Linked DNA regions of Mus musculus: regions 1, 3 and 4 are each linked to region 2. A link is a contact called in public Hi-C, HiCAR-type and HiChIP or PLAC-seq data. All regions are on one chromosome and are shown on one strand. Each heading gives the region's core, a stretch centred on a gene start, on an enhancer-like site or on the middle of the called end of the contact. The rest is flanking DNA. Distances are from core to core; before and after follow the strand shown.

Region 1 (5,080 bases), core at 1,683-4,182, 310 kb after region 2:
TTCTACCTGGAATATATCAGATGTGGGACTGAAGCCTGTAAGTTCTTTAGATAAGATTCAACATGGAAGAAGACTGGAATCAGCCTAGAAAGAGAAACCAGCACTACAGATGTGTAACAAAATTGCATGTGATGTAGTCATGCATGCTTTTCCTTCTCTTTAGAACTCTCTTCATAGGTGTGCATTTTGTACACTTAGACAGGTAAGCATGATACTAAAAACAACAAATGGAATAATCAAAGAGGACTATAGAAGACAAACTTGTTGCATCTTGGGCTTTAACACAGAAGCTCTACCCAAGCCTAACAAAAGAACTTAGACTATTTGATTAGCACAATCAGTCAACCACGTGTTTCCTCCCTTCCTCTGTTCTACCATCCTCTTCACCTCTAATCTTCGATGGAGCTGTCAAGAGAAGATGAACTAAATAGCATGAAGCATATCACTATTTATTTTCACTTCATTTCTCCTGGAAGTTAGATGTCAACACAGAGATATAAAGGCATGAATTTGTGAGTATAGGATGTATGTACACATGGTATTGGCTCTATGCCAAAAAAATCTAGAGACAAAATTCAAAAAATGGAGAAAGGTGAGTCTGGGGCAAAGGCTCCACAGACGATGACAGCAAATAGCAAAACTTTCTTTGAGTTTTCTGGTGAAAATCTCACTCTACCAGTTAAGAGTCTTAAAGCCACCTGGACTATTTCCTACAGTATCTCAAAACTTGAAATTCCATTCTAGGATGTCATTTCACAGGACCAGAAATGTGACCCAATTGCTTTGGCCACAACTCAGTTTCCAAGTCCATCAGACATTGTAAGCAGTCATTTCTCCAGGCTTAAATGGGTATCTCAGAAAAAGTCAAGGATGAACATTTTAATAGATGGTCCCTGGAATAGTGGCTTCAGTCTAGAACTCTGTTGAACTGAAATATGATGAATATCTAAAATAAATTGAAAACTTCAGGGACTTAATGTAAATCTTGGAAATTTTAAATGTATAACTGTGAGTTGGACAGCATTGGCCTTGGTCTGCTATAAACCTGCCTGTGACAAAATTATCTTACATTTCAGAAGCAAGTATCATAGATATATTACAATTTAAAGAAACTTTTTATCAATGTTCAAGTTTTATAAACGACCAGAGATTTCGGCTTTAAAAATGAATATGGGATAGCCAAGAGAAAATTCTTGTTTTCAGACTAATATATAAGTGACTAAAAAAACACAAACAAACAAATTGGCAGAGTTTAATGAGTTTGCCTCATAGGAGGTAAAGAAAACTATGAGAGGTAGATGGCCAAGACAGAGAGGAAACTAGAAAGGTCATGTTTTTGCCAACCTACTGTTAACTGAACAAAACAGCAAAACAAGAGCCTCCTGTCAGGATGGAAAGTGACACAGCAGGAAATTGTAGCATGCATATGTAAATCTAGCAAATGCATGCTAAAGTAAGAAAATGATTAGCTAAAGACTTGTTTGCGCTAAAAAGTGAATTCCAGGCCAACATGGGAGTCATAGCAAGGGCTTGTCTCATTTAATAAAGAAAGAGAAGAGTGGAAATGGCCAGAGGGAGACAGGCGCTTGCTGCTATATTTGACAACCTGATTTTGATCCTCACGTTCCACATGGTGGAAGGATGGAACAAGTCTTTCAGTTGTCCTCTGACCTAGTCACACAAATATGCACACACACACACACACACACACACACACACAGAGCATTTTTCTTTCTCCCTCTGTCTGTCCTCCTTCCCCTTCTCTCTCACACACATGCAAAATTAAAAGTATAATAATAACTTAAAAACAACAGCAAAGCTGGGCGTGGTGGCACACGCCTTTGATCCCAGCACTCGGGAGGCAGAGGCAGGCGGATTTCTGAGTTCGAGGCCAGCCTGGTCTACAAAGTGAGTTCCAGGACAGCCAGGGCTATACAGAGAAACCCTGTCTAGAAAAACCAAAAACTAACCAAACAAACAAACAAAACAAAAAACAAAACCCAGCAAAAGGATACAAACGAAAGACTAAGAAACGTAAAGATCAAAGAAACAGATACATTGCATGAAGGAGCTGATGACAAATTGCCTAGGTTCAAGTACAAGTACTGTGTTCAAGGTTTAGAGCCATACTAGCTGAGTGGTTCTAATCCACTTCCTTCCTAACATCATCTGAAAGCACCCCACTTATCATTGTTATTGTATTCATGTTGAGAGGGCACATATTGAGATTTTCCAAGTTCCAAGTTAAAATTCCTTGTGGTATAAATTTAATTATTTAATATGCTCCAGGAAGCTCAAAGCAAGACTTGGTTGATGGTGATGAAGAATCTAATCTACACGGGAAACACCCAGGAAAGCAATAAAAGTACGTCACCATCTGATGGAAGTGGCAGAAGTCAACATAATCCAGACTGCCTTTGAGACTACTAAGACCTGGTGGGCACAAATCCTGCATTCCATATATTCAGGGGCCATGCCAGCAAGTCAAACTAGAGATGCCCCACGTGAAGAGACCTGAAAACTTGGTCAGTGGTTGAGGTCAGGGAAAAGATAATGAGTGTGTCAGCAGAAGCCACATATCCTGGAAAATGCTGAGCAGGCTATCAAGCCCCAGTCTCGTACTTTGTATGTTAAATAAAAAAATAAGAACAATTAAATCCATGACAAAGGGGGAGGAGCTAAATTGTCTTGAGCTGACTTGGAGGCAAGCAATGTTGCTTTAGTTTCAGGATGCTTCTAGTGGTAGGTGGTACTAACTGATTGAGGTGTCAAGGTTCCTTAGAATTTGCAGTGAGATGGTTGTTTTAGGTTTCTCAGAATCATTTTGTTTGTATGTAGGAATGGATTAACATGGGAACTAGTTACACTGGCACCCGTTCAGGTTACCCCTACACACTCCACTGTGTAGTAAGTAGTGTCTTTTAAACACATGTTAAAAAACATTCATCTCTGAATATAGAAACGCAAGATTTCCTGGAAACAAAAATGCAAGTACTTATAGTAAACCCATTAGTAAATGAGTAATGTGACCACAAGCACTGACTGGTGGAAATATTAATATTCTGTTTTGGTTCTTAGAGGAAAATAAGGCAGGATATTGAGATTAGAAAACACCACATCAATCACTGGGGAATTTAGTTGGAAACTGATTTTTTGAGACATCTTCAACCTGAAAAAAAAAAATCAGTGAAGAGTCAGAAAATGACATCAGTATCAGAAATGAGTAGAATTTGTTAGCATTTAATACCCCAGAGACACGAAAAGTCTCTGTCATTATGAATTAGTCATTCTCCAAGGAGTTTAGACCTGGAAGATCACAATGATTCTACCTCTAACAGAAGCATCTGGTGAGGATCCAATACCACCAAAGGGAAGAACATAAAACTCTGTATGTTATGCTTCAGAGATCACCAAGACAACACCACTTCAGCCCTTATGTAGTTTTATTCGTTCTCTCTCTAGATGCCTGAGTAGCGGTGTCTTGTTTTCAAATGTATGCCAACAATATGTATTCAGGAGACCTAGAGAGATTATGATTTAGGGCATAGTTTAGTGTATTAGAAAATAACTGGTTGAAAAAGCTGAGAGACTTAATATTGAAAGGTTGATACTGCCGAGGACTGGCTGGACTGAAGACGTTCCTTGAGCCCAGGATATTCAAAGAAGGAACATAGCACCTACAACCAGGAAGGAGCTAACTGAGCCGATAACAGCTTGGGGCCAGGGCCTTAGGCGCTTTTCCTTGAGGTGAGGATGTGTGAAGAAGGAACCCAGTTTCTTCTTTAAAACCAGGAATATGCTCCACAGAGCTGCTTATGGTCTAGGGCCAGGGCCTGTGGGGGAGCTGGTCTTCAGATTTAGAGTACCTAACTTCCCATTTTACAGGGCTGTACTTATCAGTCCCAGGGTCACTGTGTGCTCAGTCTGCAATGCTCTTGAGACAACTTGTGTTCCTCTTGGGTAACATTGCTTGACTAGCTCATCTCTGACTTGTCTCATTGAATGATAGTGTCCGTTGACTGTTCAATTTCTCCCCTGGAAGTAGTATATAGAATGCCACATTTCTTTAAGGGGCTTGCTTGACATAAAAACATAGCTTATGTAAGACTTTCAGATACCAGTCTTCTGGGTTCTTTCTTTTCATTCCACTGGCCACATCCCACAGAGGACCCTGTCACTGAAGAATGACCTACCAGTCAAGGCCAGCTACATAAAAGAGCCAGAAAAATAAAAGAGAAGACAACTAGAGAGCAGAAAGAAAGTATAAGTGATACAATGACTTGTTTCTATTGATAGGAGCCCCTGGGGCACTCCCCACTGCTGCCCTGCTCACTGAGGACCAGGTCTGCAATGGTCCTGCCCCTCCCAGGCTACAGTGACCTTCAGAACCACAATCATTGTTGTCAGTGTCAAGATCTAGAAACTTCTCTCGCCTACTGCTCTGGGAATCTAGGAATGAAAAACAGCAACCGTGCAGGAAGCCAGCAGCAAAACGAGAGCCCCAAAATAGAGATTCAGCCTTAAGCTCCATTTGTACATAACAGTGTAGAAGGGATGGTATGTGAGTCTATTTGTTCTTACAATTAATTGCAAACTAACCATCAATGTGACTCCAGACTCCTTCTAACTGACAGGTCTAAGGAACAAGCTTTGATCCTCCCCCCATGTTTGGCTAAGAATATTTAAGTCTCTAGCCTATTTCAGAATTTGAAAAAGTTTATTTTTAAAGATCAAATAGTAAATATTTTATGATGAGTCATTCACCTGCTCATGGCAGCTACAATGACAGCTGTCTAGATGACAGAACACATAGCTTAGCTTTGCACCAGTCCTCTACGGTACTGGGCTCTTAGTGCAAAGGTGTTTAGAATCTGTGTGTAATTCCACTGTCACACTAACTTGAGTTATAAATTAGGAACATAGAAATATGACCAGATCATATCAGAAATTATGAAAAAATTAGGCCATGCTTATAACTCAGCCAATGGTAGCACATTGTTGTAAAGTAACCTGGACTATACAAGAGGAAACATCACATGACTAATATTGTGAATATTTTAAAAAATATCAACACCATAAA
Region 2 (4,467 bases), core at 1,192-3,691:
GTGCAATGTGTGCTTTGAGCTTTAGTATAGTTTCTTTAATGAATGTGGCTGCCCTTGTATTTGGAGCATAGATATTCAGAATTGAGAGTTCATCTTGGTAGATTTTCCCTTTGATGAGTATGAAGTACCCCTCCTTTTCTTTTTTTGATAACTTTGTGTTGGAGGTCAATTTTATTCAATACTAGAATGGCTACTCCAGCTTGTTCCTTCAGACCATTTGCTTGGAAAATTGTTTTCCAGCCTTTAACTCTGAGGTAGTGTCTGTCCTATTCCCTGTGATGGGTTTCCTGTAAGCAACAAAATGTTGGGTCCTGTTTCTGTAACCAGTCTATTAGTCTATGTCTTTTTATTGGGGAATTGAGTCCATTGATGTTACAAGAAATTAAAGAAAAGTAATTGTTGCTTCCTGTTATTTTTGTTGTTAAAGTTGGGATTCTGTTCTTGTGGCTGTCTTCTTTTAGGTTTCTTGATGGATTACTTTCTTGCTTTTATGAGGGTGTAGTTTCTGTCCTTGTGTTGGTGTTTTCCCTTTATTATCCTTTGAAGGGCTGAATTCATGAAAAGATTTTGTTTGGATTTTGTTTTATCATGGAATACTTTGGTTTCTCCATCTATGGTAATTGAGAGTTTTTCTTGGTATAGTAGCCTGGGCTGGCATTTGTGTTCTCTTAGGGTCTGCATATCATCTGTACAGGATCTTCTGGCTTTCATAGGCTCTGGTGAGAAACCTAGTGTAATTCTAATAGGCCTGCCTTTATATGTTACTTGACATTTTCCCCTTACTGCTTTTAATATTCTATCTTTATTTCATGCATTTGTTGTTCTGATTATTATGTGTTGGGAGGAATTTCTTTTCTGGTCCAGTCTATTTGGACTTCTGTAGGCTTCTTGTATGTTCATGGGCATCTCTTTCTTTAGGTTTGTGAAGTTTTCTTCTATAATTTTGTTGAAGATATTTGCTGGCCTTTTAAATTGAAAAATCTTCATTCTCATTTACTCCTATTATCCATAGGTTTGCTCTTCTCATTGTGTTCAGAATTTCCTGGATGTTTTGAGTTAGGATCTTTTAGCATTTTGCATTTTCTTTGACTGTTGTGCCGGTGTTCTCTATGGAATCTTCTGCATGTGAGATTCTCTCTTCCATCTCTTGTATTCTGTTGCTGATTCTCACATGTATGGTTCCAGATATCTTTCCTAGGGTTTCTATCTCCACCACTGTCTCACTTTTGGTTTTCTTTATTGTGTTTAGTTTCCCTTTTAGGTCTTGTATGGTTTTGTCCTATTCCATCACCTGTTTGGTTGTGTTTTCCTGTATTTCTTTAAGGGATTCTACCTCTTTAGCAGTGTTCTCCTGTATTTCTTTAAGTGAGTTATTAAAGTCCTTCTTGATGTCCTCTACCAGCATCAAGAGATATGATTTTAAAACCGAGTCTTGCATTTTGGGTGTGTTGGGTATCTAGGACTGGCTGAGGTGGGAGTGCTGGGTTCTGATGATGGTGAGTGGTCTTGGTTTCTGTTAGTAAGATTCTTATGTTTGCCTTTCGCCCTCTGGTAATTTCTGGAGTTAGTTGTTATAGTTGTCTCTGATTGGAGCTTGCTCCTCCTGTGATTCTGTTAGCCTCTGTGAGCAGATCTGGTAGTGTAGCTCTCTCCTGAGTTTCAGTGGTCAGAGTACTCTCTGTAGGCAAGTTCTCCTTTTTCAGGGAAGGTGCACAGATATCTTGTGTTTGGACCTCCCTCCTGGCTTAAGATGAAGTCCTGAAACAGGGCCTGTCCCAGAATCTGTATACCTTCTGTAGTGTGTTCTCTCACCTGAGCAGACTAGTCTCTGAGGGATCTGGTACCCAATATTGCTCTCCCAGGTGCTCTGTTGTAGAGCCCTCCTGGGCAGGGCAGATACCTCTCCTCTGTCAGGGAAGGTGCCGGGATGTCTGGAGCCCGAAATGGGCTCTGTTCCAGAAGCTGTGTTGCTTCTGCCTGTTGTAGAAGCTGTGTAGCTTCTGTAGTCCGCACTCTCGCCTGGGCAGACTAGTCTTTGAGGGATCTGGGACCCAAGATGGCTCCCCCCAGGTGCTCTGCAGCAGAGCCCTCCTCTGTCGGGGAAGGTGCCTGGATGTCTGGAGACTATAAATTTTTACTTCCTGGTTCCTGTTTTCTTCTGTGTAACTCTTCAACTTTACACTGTATCCTTGTTTCCTTTTCTGTAATCCCTCAAAAGCATAGACTTTTCCCTGGAAAGGAAACTAGAGATCCTGTTGTCCAAGTCCTTCACCTTACAGACGAGAACCTCCAGGCCAATGTTGATTTATTAACACCCGGAAGATGAATAAAGTAATAGCAGAAGTGAAAGATTAGGATCTTTTGAGCATAGTTGCTGTCAACGTGGTTTGACTCTTCTCAGAGCTCTGAGTCACTGTCTGTGTGATTGCACATTTGATTAAACACATACAGTTCCTTCTATAATTAGAGGCAGGTAAAAATAGCAAAGTGACTTGACCACTTCTCCATTTCCCTGGAGCCCATGTCACAATTATCGTCTTCCTTTTGACAGCAATGTTATAGTTTTATATTAACTATTTTATTCGTTTTTGGGGGTTTAATATAATTACTGCCTGGGGCCACTGAGGATTAGTGAAGCATATGTAAATAAAATCTGGGTGAGTTCAGAAAAGCACGAGGAGGGGAGATGTAGGAAACCCCCTGTAGCATTGCAGAGGTGTCAGGGCAGAAGTGAGAGCTGCAAACATGTCACAGCCTGGCGATGCTGTATCATAACCTACAAGTCAGGAGGTCTGGATTCCCTGTTCCTGGGTGCAGGTCTGAACCTTGGAAAGTTGATGACATTTAGCTGTCATTGGTGGCTTTCATTATTAGAATGAGCTAAAAGAGAAGGGACCTTTAAAGTGACCTTTCCCACCAGAACCTATGACCCAGATGATGTCATGCATGACAGGCCCTGTTACAGGGATTTTTCACATGATCAGCTGAGGAGCTACAATATCCATTTTGAACTTGTCCTGTAGTTCTCAAAAGAATGTACTAATCTTCAGCCGTGTGTGTGTGTGTGTGTGTGTGTGTGTGTGTGTGTGTGTGTGTGGGCCTTCTGTATGAGAATGAGAAGATGTTGGGTGAGAGCCTCATTTAGGTGACAGGAAAATAAATTACTTCAATCTACATTAATGATGAAAGTTCATTTACTCCTATTTTATTAATATATTTTTAGTTAAAAGAGAATTACATCCCTTTCCCACTACCCCTTTCCTCCCTCCAGCCCCTTCCCAGATATTTTTTCCTCCAATCCCTCCTATGACCTTCCCATGCTTACATTGCTAGCCTCTATTTCTTTGATTATTACTGTTTCATATATACATATGTGTGTGTGTGTGTGTGTGTGTGTGTGTGTGTGTGTGCACGTGCATAAGTATCCACAAATATATAATCAACTTTCTGGGTCTTTTTTGGTTGTTTGTGTATATATGGACCCGTATTCATTGAGTAACCAACAAGGGGACTTATATCCAGGAGAGGCTAATTCTCCTCTGGCTGTTATTAGTTGCCTGTGGGTGGGTCCCATGACATTTTACCCACTTTCATGTCACCAGATCTATTGATAATGAAATTGTTCCAGTCTTGTTTATTCAGCCATTTCTAGGAGAGACTGTTTCACAGCCAACTTCCTGGTGTTCTGGATCAGACAATCTTTTTACCCTTTCTTCCAGGATATGCCCTGAGCCAAGCCATAGATATAAGAGCTGTGATATAAGTGTATCCATTGAGGCTGGGCTCCTCATGATCTGTCGCTGTATTGTGTTCAGCTGTGGGTTTTTTGTGATAGACTCCATTTGCTGTAAATAGAGGCTCTGTTTGATGAGGTGTGGGAGCTACCTACACTTATCTGTACCCACAGCATTGAAGGATGAGATTTGAGTTGTAGTGAGTAATTACTCTGGTTTAGCCAAGTCATGGTGGTAAATTCTTTTCTAAGGTCTATGCCCTCACAAAACTTGAGAAGCTAGCTAGATTTCCCATACAAGGCATGAATTCCTTCCTGTTGCATGAGACTTAAGTCTAATTAGACAGCTGTTGGTTATCACCAACACACAAGGGATTCTCATTTCATTCTTTGGATATCTTATCATGCTGATCATTGTTGTGCTTCATAGGTTTTGCAGCTGGGTAGGACTCTTGAGTTGCCTCCCTCCACTGACAACTTGTATATCATAGAAGCTAGAGTCATCCACTTGACTCATCTGAGTTCTGGGTTCAAAGTGTGTGGTGTTAGCAGTAAACGAGGACTACATTGATAGTAGTCTGTGTTGTTTTAGGAGTCACTTGAATAACTCTTAAACATTCCAAAGAAAATTTCTCATTCTGGCTCCTGGATTTTGTTGGTGTTAGCCTATGGTTGTTTTGGGGAAGCAATTAAAAAAATAGCATGTAAGTGAATGGAGTCTTCAGCAATAGTGA
Region 3 (5,119 bases), core at 1,982-4,481, 480 kb after region 2:
TTATGTCTAATCAGTTGTATGTAAGGGTTTTTAAAAAGCAGTTGGAAGTATTCAGTAGAAATTGCAGTGTGGACACATTAAAATGCAAAGACTGAGAGGGTAAAGTATATCCTAAGAAGAAAGCAGAGCTTAGGTCAGAACCAAGGAAGAAGCATTTTATAAAGATAGGACAAATAAGAAGATAAATTGTGATGGAGCAGTCCCAGAGGAGGAGAAAAATGAGACCGTAATCGCATGAATAAATGCATACTTTTTTCAAGAGTAAGAACATGAGTAATTGTCTATGGAATATAATGAAGTAGAAAATGATTCCATAAGGATTAACTGGCTCTATTTATACTCTTGGAGGAGAAAAGAGTTCCGACTAGGAACTCCATGCCAACTACAGAGAAAGTACAAAATCAGTGAAGAAGAAAACCCTCCTTAGCACACACTGTGGTCAGCCTCTTTAATTTGGTCATTCTAGTGGCAGTGTGGTAAGAGAACTCCTCATCATTTTAGTTATGATTTTCTCTAATTATTAACGTCTCACATAGCTCTATACAGATATTTAACATCCATATATCTTCTCTGATGAGCTTTCTTTTTAATATTTAAAAATGTTAGATTACATGATACTGGTGTTCTATCCAAGCAATCTCTGCACATTATTCCTGGCAATGTACAATGGTGGAAAATGACTTTGAGAAGTGTCTTAGTCAGGGTTTCTATTCCTGCACAAACATCATGACCAAGAAGCAAGTTGGGGAGGAAAGGGTTTATTTGGCTTACACTTCCATACTGCTGTTCATCACCAAAGGAAGTCAGGACTGGAACTCAAGCAGATCAGGGAGCAGGAGCTGATGCAGAGGCCATGGAGGGATGTTCTTTACTGGCTTGCCTCCTCTGGCTTGCTCAGCCTGCTCTCTTATAAAACCAAGACTACCAGCCCAGATATGGTCCCACCCACAAGGGGCCTTTCCCCCTTGATCACTAATTGAGAAAATGCCTTACAGTCGGATCTCATGGAGGCATTTCCTCAACTGAAGCTCCTTTCTCTGTGATAACTCCAGCTGTGTCAAGTTGACACAAAACTAGCCAGTACAAGAAGCAATCTGACAATATCTTTTATATTTGAAAATATAATTTTATTCTTAGATGTTTACCAAGAAGAAATAAAAGCATATTTCAACACGCAGACTTGTCCAGAAATATTCTTAAAATATATTTGCAGTTTTTCTAATCTGGAAACAACCAAGATATCATTATAAGATTTTTTGAACAATGAATGGTGGTACATATGTAATACAGTATTGTACACCTATAAAAGTAATGGTTAACATAAGCACCAACAAGATAAGTGTCAAAATAACCATGTCAAATTAAAAAGCCAGATTATATTAAGAATGCAAAGTAATACATAGTAATATAGGAAAATTTTATAATGAAGCACAAAGCAATGTGTAGGGTTGCTGTTTGCTAATATCTTGTGATGGTGTTTTATGGGTGTCCTCATAGGTCACAATTTCTTTACATGTAGATTACCCTCACTTGTACTTTAAGACATCTAATAAGTAATGTCTCTGCCTTCTAAGTCCAGTGCTATAAATAGCAACACTACAAAATTCACTATTTTGCTAGTATGGTGCAAATAAAGCATTTACTCACGAACTCCAAAGAAGGCCCTGGAGCGATTTCTCAGTAGTTAAGAGCATTTTCTCCTCTGGTAGAGGACATATGTTCAATTCCCCACACCCACGTGACGGCTCACAACCATCCCCAACTCCAGTTCTCTGGAATCTGACATGCTCTCTGACTTCCATGGCTGCCATGTGCACACATGGTACACATATAAAATGCAAGGGGAAGAGTTGTACATGTACAGTAAAATACATAAATGTAAAAATTAAATAAATTAAAACTTCAAGGTAGCACTAGTCTCTTGGATTCGTCCAGTAGTCTATCGTCTAGACTGAGGTGACTCTGAAGACTTTATGAGACCCTGAGGACATGATGACAAGCTGTCAGTATGCAGTCTTTCACACCAACCACCCCACAAGCTTTGCAGTGTTGCTTTCATTAGAAACTGCTTCTGTCCAGTGTCTAAGTACATGTTCAGAAAATAACCTTAAATACACTTTCTTTTCCTCTAAAAAGATCTGTTTTCCATCAGTGAGGAGAAAGTCAACTCTTACTATATTTGGTCTTTTAATGATATTTTCCCAGAAGTAAGATTTAGCAGAATTTAATTATTGGAAACCCTGAAATACACCTTCAATCCTTCAGCTTCTAAAAGATGCTTGAAACCTTCCCATCTCCTTCAGACCCTTGAGGTACTTGTATGTGCCTATAAATAAAACCATGTGTCTATTTTATTCACTTTTAACATCTATTGTAAGCATAGCCCTTCTACACTAAGTTCCCCTTTCTTTTCTGGAGACAGTGTCCAGTATCTGAGGCTGTCCTTGCACTTGGTATGTAGCAAAGTTCTGGTCCTCTGATTCCCCAGTGTTGGTATTACATGTGTGCTCTACCATGCCTAGCCTGAAATCATCTTCCAAACATTGGCTCCTTTTCTTCTGTTTTTGCTCACAGTTTAGAAATAGTCAATGTTCAACGCACATCTTTGCATCATGTACCAGAAAGTATATTATATTTAAGCGAAGAAAGTCACGTTAATTTTGAATAAATTCCCAATTAAAACTAATTAGAATTTAAAGAGATAGAGAAAAATTCTAGTCCTGAAAGATGGAAATATAGAAGACTGGAAGAGAGGAAGTTATATCTTTGGTCTGCTTTTTTTTTTCCTTTGTTCTACCTACACCAAGGGCTAACATCAATGGGGAATATCTGTACACGAAATATAAGACTTTTTGTTTTGTTTTGTTTTTTTCGTAATGCCTTAACATTCAGTGAGGAAGGCTGTATGCCCTGAAAGAGAAGCCAGGGTATGGTTTCAATGCATATCCCATACAACCAGAAATAAAAGGCAGATGTAGGATAGATGTGTTTTTCCATTTGATTTTAACTGGCTTTTTTTGGGTAACTTACATTCTCCCCACTTGAACTACATACAACCCTAGGTGTCCTTCGCCAGAGAAGAGTACCCACTTTACATTTGTCACCTAGAATTTGTCACTGAAAATTCACTGTTGTGTATGCCTTATCAGGGACTACTCTCCACTGACTTGGCTCCAACATTGCATAGGGTGTTATGTTTCTCCCTCCTATGCTCTCCCTCCCACACACTGCAGACTGATGAGGTCACGGGATCCCCTAATCTACTTCCACTTCCCTGATCTGTCTTCTCTCCACACTGTGTTTGTTGATTTGCCAGTTCTTTCGTATTTGTACTGTTTCAGTTTTTATCTATGAGAATATGTTTTCAGAGTTACTGAGTCATATAGTAATTCCAGGTTTAATCTTTAGGAATGGCTAAGGGTAAGTGAGTGGGTGGTGTGCTTGTGTGTGTGTGTGTGTTAGAAGCTTCCCAGAAATGTGTAAGAATTCTTTAGCTTACCAGCACTTTAGCACAGTCCATTTTGTTTTCGGCTACCCCGATGTGCACAGAGTGTCATCTCAGTTAGTCTGGTTCATATCAGCCAAATCTGAGTTAGAGATGCACTGATTTCCTTTCTTTGCTTAAATCATTTCCTTTAATATAATGTCTTCTGGGCTCATTCCTATTGTGACAAATGATGTGATTTCATTTACTTATCTATTTCTTCACTGGTGGACATGTAGGTGAATTTTGTATGTTGGATGTCATTAATACTTCCACCATAAGTCCGGGAGTGCAGATGTGTCTCTAGCATGCTGATTTCACTCTCTTTGGTTACATGCCTGTAGAGGGATTATTGGATGACATGGTTGTTCTGTTTTTGAGAAAAGCCTGTGTATTTGTTTTGATATCTCTACCAACAATGTGAAAGGATTCCTTTGTCCTCTGCATCTTAACCAGTACTTTGTCTTTTTGACACTGGCCATTCTCACTGCAATGAAGTTAGAACTCATTGTGGCTCTGATTTGCATTTGCCTGGTGATTAGCAGTATTGTGTAGTTTTCAGATACCTGTTGGCAACTTGTAAGTCTTCCAAGTTTTTTTTTTTTTCCTCAGATCCTTTGTTCCCTTTTCAATGGATGATTCCTTCCTATGTTACTTGGGTTCTTTCTATGCTTTGGATATTAATATTTTACAAAATGAATAATATAAAATACCATTTGTAGGCTCACAGTGACTCTTTGCTTTGTTGATGTATACCTTGAGGTATAAAAGCTTTATTGTTTTATTTTTAAATTATGTGTGTGTGTGTGTGTGTGTGTGTGTGTGTGTGTGTGTGTGTGTGTGTAATATATGTTCATGGTTAATGCATGTGCATGTGTATGTATCTCCAGTGGTCAAACATGTGAGCTACTTGATATGGGCACTAGTAGACTCAGGTTCTCTGGCAGAGTAGTCTGTGCCCTTAAGAACTGGGCCATCTCTCTGGACCCTGCACAAACCTTTCAATTTGTTCTCTGTCTTGACTTTTACTTTTGCTGCTTGAAATTCTGAGTCATAGCCAAAACCTGTTTCTACATACCACTCCTTTTCAGTATTTCACAAGTCTCCTTTCTCTAGTTAATGAAAAGTTATGCTCTTTCAGGGATATCAGTGAGGTTTGCTTCCTTTTTTGGTGTTCTTTGCAGCCTGCAGTTGATATTTCTGTATCTAGGGTAGAAGTTCAATTCCATGCACCCAACCCCACCACTGGGTAGGTTCTTCTAACCTTTAGGCACATGCTAAGATAATGGTATATTAACTTCTATTTGGGACTCAGTAGTGTTGCCTCTGTGTAGTTTCTTTTCCTATGATCTTGCCAGCATTGGTGTCTGAGGTTACAAGGGTTTATGAATTCACTAATGTGGTGTGCTTTCGTATAGGATAAGGTTTCAGGTTATAACAGGTGGTACCTGCAAGTGTTGTGGGTTGCTGTCTATAGGACAATCTTTGATGTGGTCAGGATCACAGTCTTACTAGATGTCAAGGCAATGTCAGACCTGTGGAGACACTGCCGACTCTCTGGCTGCACATGTCGTTTCTAGAAGACACAGCATTTACTGATGTGTTATTAGATTACTCTCAGCTACACAGGGCATC
Region 4 (4,437 bases), core at 1,679-4,178, 420 kb after region 2:
GTAAGCCAGAGCCACTGAATGAGGAGGAAGCAAGGGGGACGGCTGAAAATTATGACGATGAAGTATCAATTAGATTTGGTGGAAAAGGCCAGCCAAGTAAGGTTGTGAACAACCACAAACAAAAAATGTAGAAGGTATTGGACTTGTTGGAGGACAAAAGAGCAAAGCAGATTATGAGCTGTCCAACAAAGCATCTAATCCTGAATGGTTGGGACCGCATTCACTGACAATAGAAATTCTGAAACTAATGATACTAATGGGACCCACAGATCTGAGAGGAACGAAGACTCCAGTGACCAAACAGGCGTTAACATGAATGGACTTGAGAACGAAATTTCCTATGTAGTGCAAAGCTTAAAGGAGTATGAGGGGAAGTTTTTGATGATTCTAAAGTAAAAGTTGCAGAAGAGAAAGACTTTCTGAATTCTCTTTGCCCTTCTATATCTCCTACATCAACTTCCTACTTGCTATGCTATAAAAAATTATAGTGAGTATATTTCCCTTGTAAATATTAAACAGACCTGGACAGATGTTGGTAAAGTTGATTACATCTAAGTCTTTAGTTTATCTGTTGAAGCTATTGGATATTATTGGTCTCTCGAGGCTCTTACATAAATAGTGGGACTTTAAATACTGAAAACCATGTTAACTTTTAGAATCATTTTCCCTTTACAGACTAGTGATGGATAAGCTGGGAACAAACCTGTGTAGATTCTAAATGATCCAAAATGGAAGCTTGAAACAATTAACACTTTTGGATTTACATGATCTTTTGTGTTTGTTTTTTAAAATAAAGTGCTTGTATTTGTATTCTCCATAAAAAAGAAAAAGAAAAAAAAAAAGACACTATAAAAAGACCATGTTGGGGAGGGAGAAGACTTGTGAGGGAAAAAGCAACATACGAGTGACATGTATTTGTAAGTAATCTTATATATTTACAATTTACAATAACAGAAAATAAACCACATATCTTTATAAAGATGATATAGAGATTACAAGGCCTCTGTGTGTGTTCCTGTGTGTGTTACCTTCAATATAATGTAAATAATGGCATTGTCAATAATGGTCACATACCTGAAGGCCATTATGATGCACAATATATAAGAGACAGAAAAAACATTGACTCTTCTCTTATACACATGGAATATATATTCGGAATGACAGAAACGTTGAAACAAACATGGCTACCAAGAAGGGAAGCATTGGCAATATGAAGTGTACACAGGTTAATTCAAATTGTTGTCCTAAGCATTTCTATATGTATATGATATTATCAAGCCATCACTTTGCATTTATCAAATACAATTTTTATAGCACACTAGAATTAACTAAAAATGCCACAAAAATAATTCTTCAACTGGTTAACTCCATCGTATTTCAGAAGCTTGATAAATAGTTTCCATTCTACATTGTATATTGTTGTTCCTATGTTAAGAATTTGTGTTTGTTTATAAAATAAGTGAATAGTAACATTTTTACAGTGGATAAATTTTACTTTCTTGCCATGATTTCATGATTTCAGTTAGTTGTCCCTGTGAAGCAACAAGTGTAGTGAATGCTAAGGGGCATAGGCAATTTTAGTTGCAAACATAAACATACTAATTCCCAAAGCTCTATCAAAGAGATATTGGATAAAATATGAGAAATGCTACTGGAAAGTTTGAATACAATCTTTCAGAGGTTTTCTCTCTATTTATTTTGATTAACTAAAGAAGAGTCTCCCTCAACTTTCATTGCCACTAAATCTATAGCAAGTAAAATAATATCTAACTTACAAAAGGGACCATTTGTTACCTGTTGAATATGTGAAGCTGGCCTATGTAGAATGAACCCAAACATATTAACATTACTAAAAGGAGCTTCTGTATATGAAGGAAAGCACATCTTCACTTACCTTAAATATATTACTGTGCATCAGTGATTTTCCCGATGAACGTGGGAGGAAGAGGTCTTCCTGTGGCTCCGTTTGTGTATTTAGTTATAAACTGGGGGCTCCCTTGTGTTCCCTAAGGGCCTAGAATTGCCCACAATGCTCAGGAGACATGTTTATTTACTAAAACACCAGGCTCGTGTATATGATTGAAGATTCCATTAGACCTGCTCTCCCACCCATATATCATGCCCTCAAGGGAAAAACATTGTAGCTGAAACAGAACCAATGTCTAGGAGGGATATTAATGATTGTGAAGGTTCTTTCCAAATCTAAAAATACTTTTTAGGCTTTGACACTGCAATAGATAGGCTCTCAGTTCGCAAGGGCACAATATAGGAGTATGAGGAGCTCATGCATATGCACAGATTTTTTTTTTTTTTTTTTTTTGCCAGTCTCTGCCAATTTCAGAATATTTGGATTATTTTTTTTCCTGTTTGGTTGGATTGCTAAGGATCGTGTTGGGTTTGTTTTCCTTGTTGTGAGTTTTTCCACAGCAAGCAGTTGAGAACGTGGAAAGAAACAGTGACAAGACAACAATGTAGACTGTTTCCATTTGTGTAACTTCTATTTCCTCCCTTTAATATTCAAGGGGATACAAAATCCCACTAGAGCTCAAGTGAGATGCCTTACATCCAGAGCTCTGTGATACACTGTAGCAAGATCGGTTGTACTCATGAGACCTCACTCACTGCCTATACATAAATTTGAAACAAAGCCTAACTCAAAATTTCAGGGGACCTGCAGGAACAGATGCTCTGGCTTAGGGATCATCATTCAACTTGTTGGTATCACAGTATCACTTTGTCATCTGGATCTAAGCGCGACTCACAGATGTGTCGACACTTTGTTAATATTCCGGTGGCAGAAGAACTGACAGCGTGTGGCATCTGGTTAACGTTTAGAGAAGCTTGGAGCGATACTTCTCATTAAGTGGAGATGACTTGGCTTGCCGCGGGGCTGGCAGGCATTTTAAAGCTGTGTTATTCTAGTAACAAATGCCAGATGCCAGGCTGGATGTATAAACACGAGCCAGGTTCAACGTGAAAATATTAATGTGTACACTGGGAACTGTCTGCTACCAATTCAGCTACCAATTCAGCTTTCCAAAGTTTCACATTTGCAGCTTAAGGAACGAATTCCTGAGGCTCTGGTGAGTGAGGTTTGGGGGAGGGTGTAGTTTTGAGAGGGTGATTTGCCTGGCATTGATCTGTTCTCATGCAGAAGGGGCTGGAGTATAATAAGATAGCACTCCAGTTGTTCAGTACCCACATCAAGACCAAGCTGCACACATATGAACAGGGAACTAGGTCTAGCCTGTAGTTGGTGGTTCAGTCTCTGAGAGACTCAACGATCTAGATTAGTTGACTCTGTTGGTCTTCCTGTGGAGTTCCTAGCCCCTTCAGCTCAAATTCCTTCCTCTTATTCTTCCAAAAGAGTCTTCAAGCTCCACCCACTTGTTTGGCTGTGGGGATCTTCATCTGTCTGAGTCAGCTGCTGGTTAGAGCTTCTCAAAGGACAGCCTGTGCTAGACTCCTGTCTGCTAGCATAACAAAGTATCATTAACAGTGTCAGAGACTGGTGCTTGCCCATGGGCTGGGTCTCAAGTTGGACTGATTATTGGTTGGCCATTTCCTTAGTCTCAACTCTGTCCTGAATCCTTGCATTTCTTGGGTGCTAACCCAAAAGCTGTTGCCTGTGTACGGAATATGCTCTACTAGCTGGGCTGCCTTGTCTGACCTCAGTGAGAAAGGAAGCGTCTAGCCTCACAGAGACTTGAAGTGACAAGGGGAGGAGGAATACCCAGGAGGCCCCACCCGCTCGGAAGAGAAAGGGAGGGAGGAAGAATTGTAAGGGGGTAAGCAGGAGGCCAGTGAGAGGGATGAAAAGTGAATAAATAAAAATATTTTTTAATTTATAACTATTTTTAAAAATACAATAGCACTCATTTATCCCTAAAGAGAGGAGGGGGTGGGGACATGGGTGGGAAGTAGGTGCCGAGGGGCCCTAGTGAGACTTTAACTCCTGCTTCTTTCAATGGCAAGGAATAGTGTAATGGAATGTGCAAGATCCTCTGGAGACTGCTCATTTCCTGATTACTCTAATAATGACTGATCTCCATGTTTCTAGGCATACGTGTTATCATATACAAAATAAGTACAGTGTTCTTGCTACATATGGAACTGAACAATTAATGATTACACTTCTGGAGAAAAATTTAACACTTATGATTTTTGTCTTAATATTCTCTCTAAAGATTACTTGATTGTATTGTCCATGAATATCAGCTTGCTTTCCATGACATATGTTTTGAAATACTGTTTACATAACTTCCTTTTGTTTTTGAATTGTTGCAAAATGGAGCTGGACTTGACTATAGTTATTTGTAATTCTAGCACAGAGAGTTCAAAGTTCAAAGTCACTAGTTGAAAGTCAACCTGGACAGTATACTGATGTGGAAGCCATCCTGGGCTATGAAGTGAAATTGAAGCCAACCTAGGCTACAG

What was found. Hi-C and Micro-C count contacts between places; a contact is called where the count stands out from the background. HiCAR-type assays count read pairs that join an accessible place to other places. HiChIP or PLAC-seq counts read pairs in DNA pulled down with a chosen protein or histone mark.
Region 1: a contact with region 2 is called in a HiCAR-type map of Th17 cells, with 4 times the contacts expected there. The contact joins two enhancer-like sites. A contact is called at or near these places in 1 of 484 Hi-C or Micro-C datasets (regulatory T cells) and 2 of 115 datasets of contacts at active chromatin or transcription factors (Th17 cells and bone marrow-derived macrophages).
Region 3: an H3K4me3 HiChIP or PLAC-seq map of bone marrow-derived macrophages shows a contact between it and region 2, with 4 times the contacts expected there. The contact joins two enhancer-like sites. A contact is called at or near these places in 2 of 15 datasets of contacts at CTCF or cohesin (the NIH/3T3 cell line and large pre-B cells), 3 of 484 Hi-C or Micro-C datasets (bone marrow-derived macrophages, macrophages and uterus) and 4 of 115 datasets of contacts at active chromatin or transcription factors (Th17 cells, bone marrow-derived dendritic cells, bone marrow-derived macrophages and 1 more).
Region 4: a Hi-C map of the N1E-115 cell line shows a contact between it and region 2, with 3 times the contacts expected there. The contact joins two enhancer-like sites. A contact is called at or near these places in 1 of 484 Hi-C or Micro-C datasets (the N1E-115 cell line) and 1 of 115 datasets of contacts at active chromatin or transcription factors (microglia).

Annotation. Positions count from the first base shown.
Region 1 is chr15:5,755,834-5,760,913 of GRCm38.p6, forward strand. No RefSeq gene overlaps it. Among named protein-coding and RNA genes, the nearest start is that of Gm41258, 84 kb to the left of the region's middle. Within about 2 kb of position 2,933, at least 10 of the 459 cell types and tissues checked have an H3K27ac peak or open chromatin away from gene starts, as enhancers often do. A contact at or near this core is called in Th17 cells and regulatory T cells, where this site is marked.
Region 2 is chr15:5,444,175-5,448,641 of GRCm38.p6, forward strand. It overlaps the pseudogene Gm46496. Among named protein-coding and RNA genes, the nearest start is that of 5430437J10Rik, 50 kb to the right of the region's middle. Within about 2 kb of position 2,442, at least 126 of the 459 cell types and tissues checked have an H3K27ac peak or open chromatin away from gene starts, as enhancers often do. A contact at or near this core is called in the N1E-115 cell line, Th17 cells, bone marrow-derived macrophages and 1 more, where this site is marked.
Region 3 is chr15:5,924,735-5,929,853 of GRCm38.p6, forward strand. No RefSeq gene overlaps it. Among named protein-coding and RNA genes, the nearest start is that of Gm41259, 120 kb to the right of the region's middle. Within about 2 kb of position 3,232, at least 15 of the 459 cell types and tissues checked have an H3K27ac peak or open chromatin away from gene starts, as enhancers often do. A contact at or near this core is called in bone marrow-derived macrophages, where this site is marked.
Region 4 is chr15:5,866,618-5,871,054 of GRCm38.p6, forward strand. It overlaps the pseudogene Gm8043. Among named protein-coding and RNA genes, the nearest start is that of Gm41259, 180 kb to the right of the region's middle. Within about 2 kb of position 2,929, at least 15 of the 459 cell types and tissues checked have an H3K27ac peak or open chromatin away from gene starts, as enhancers often do. A contact at or near this core is called in the N1E-115 cell line, where this site is marked.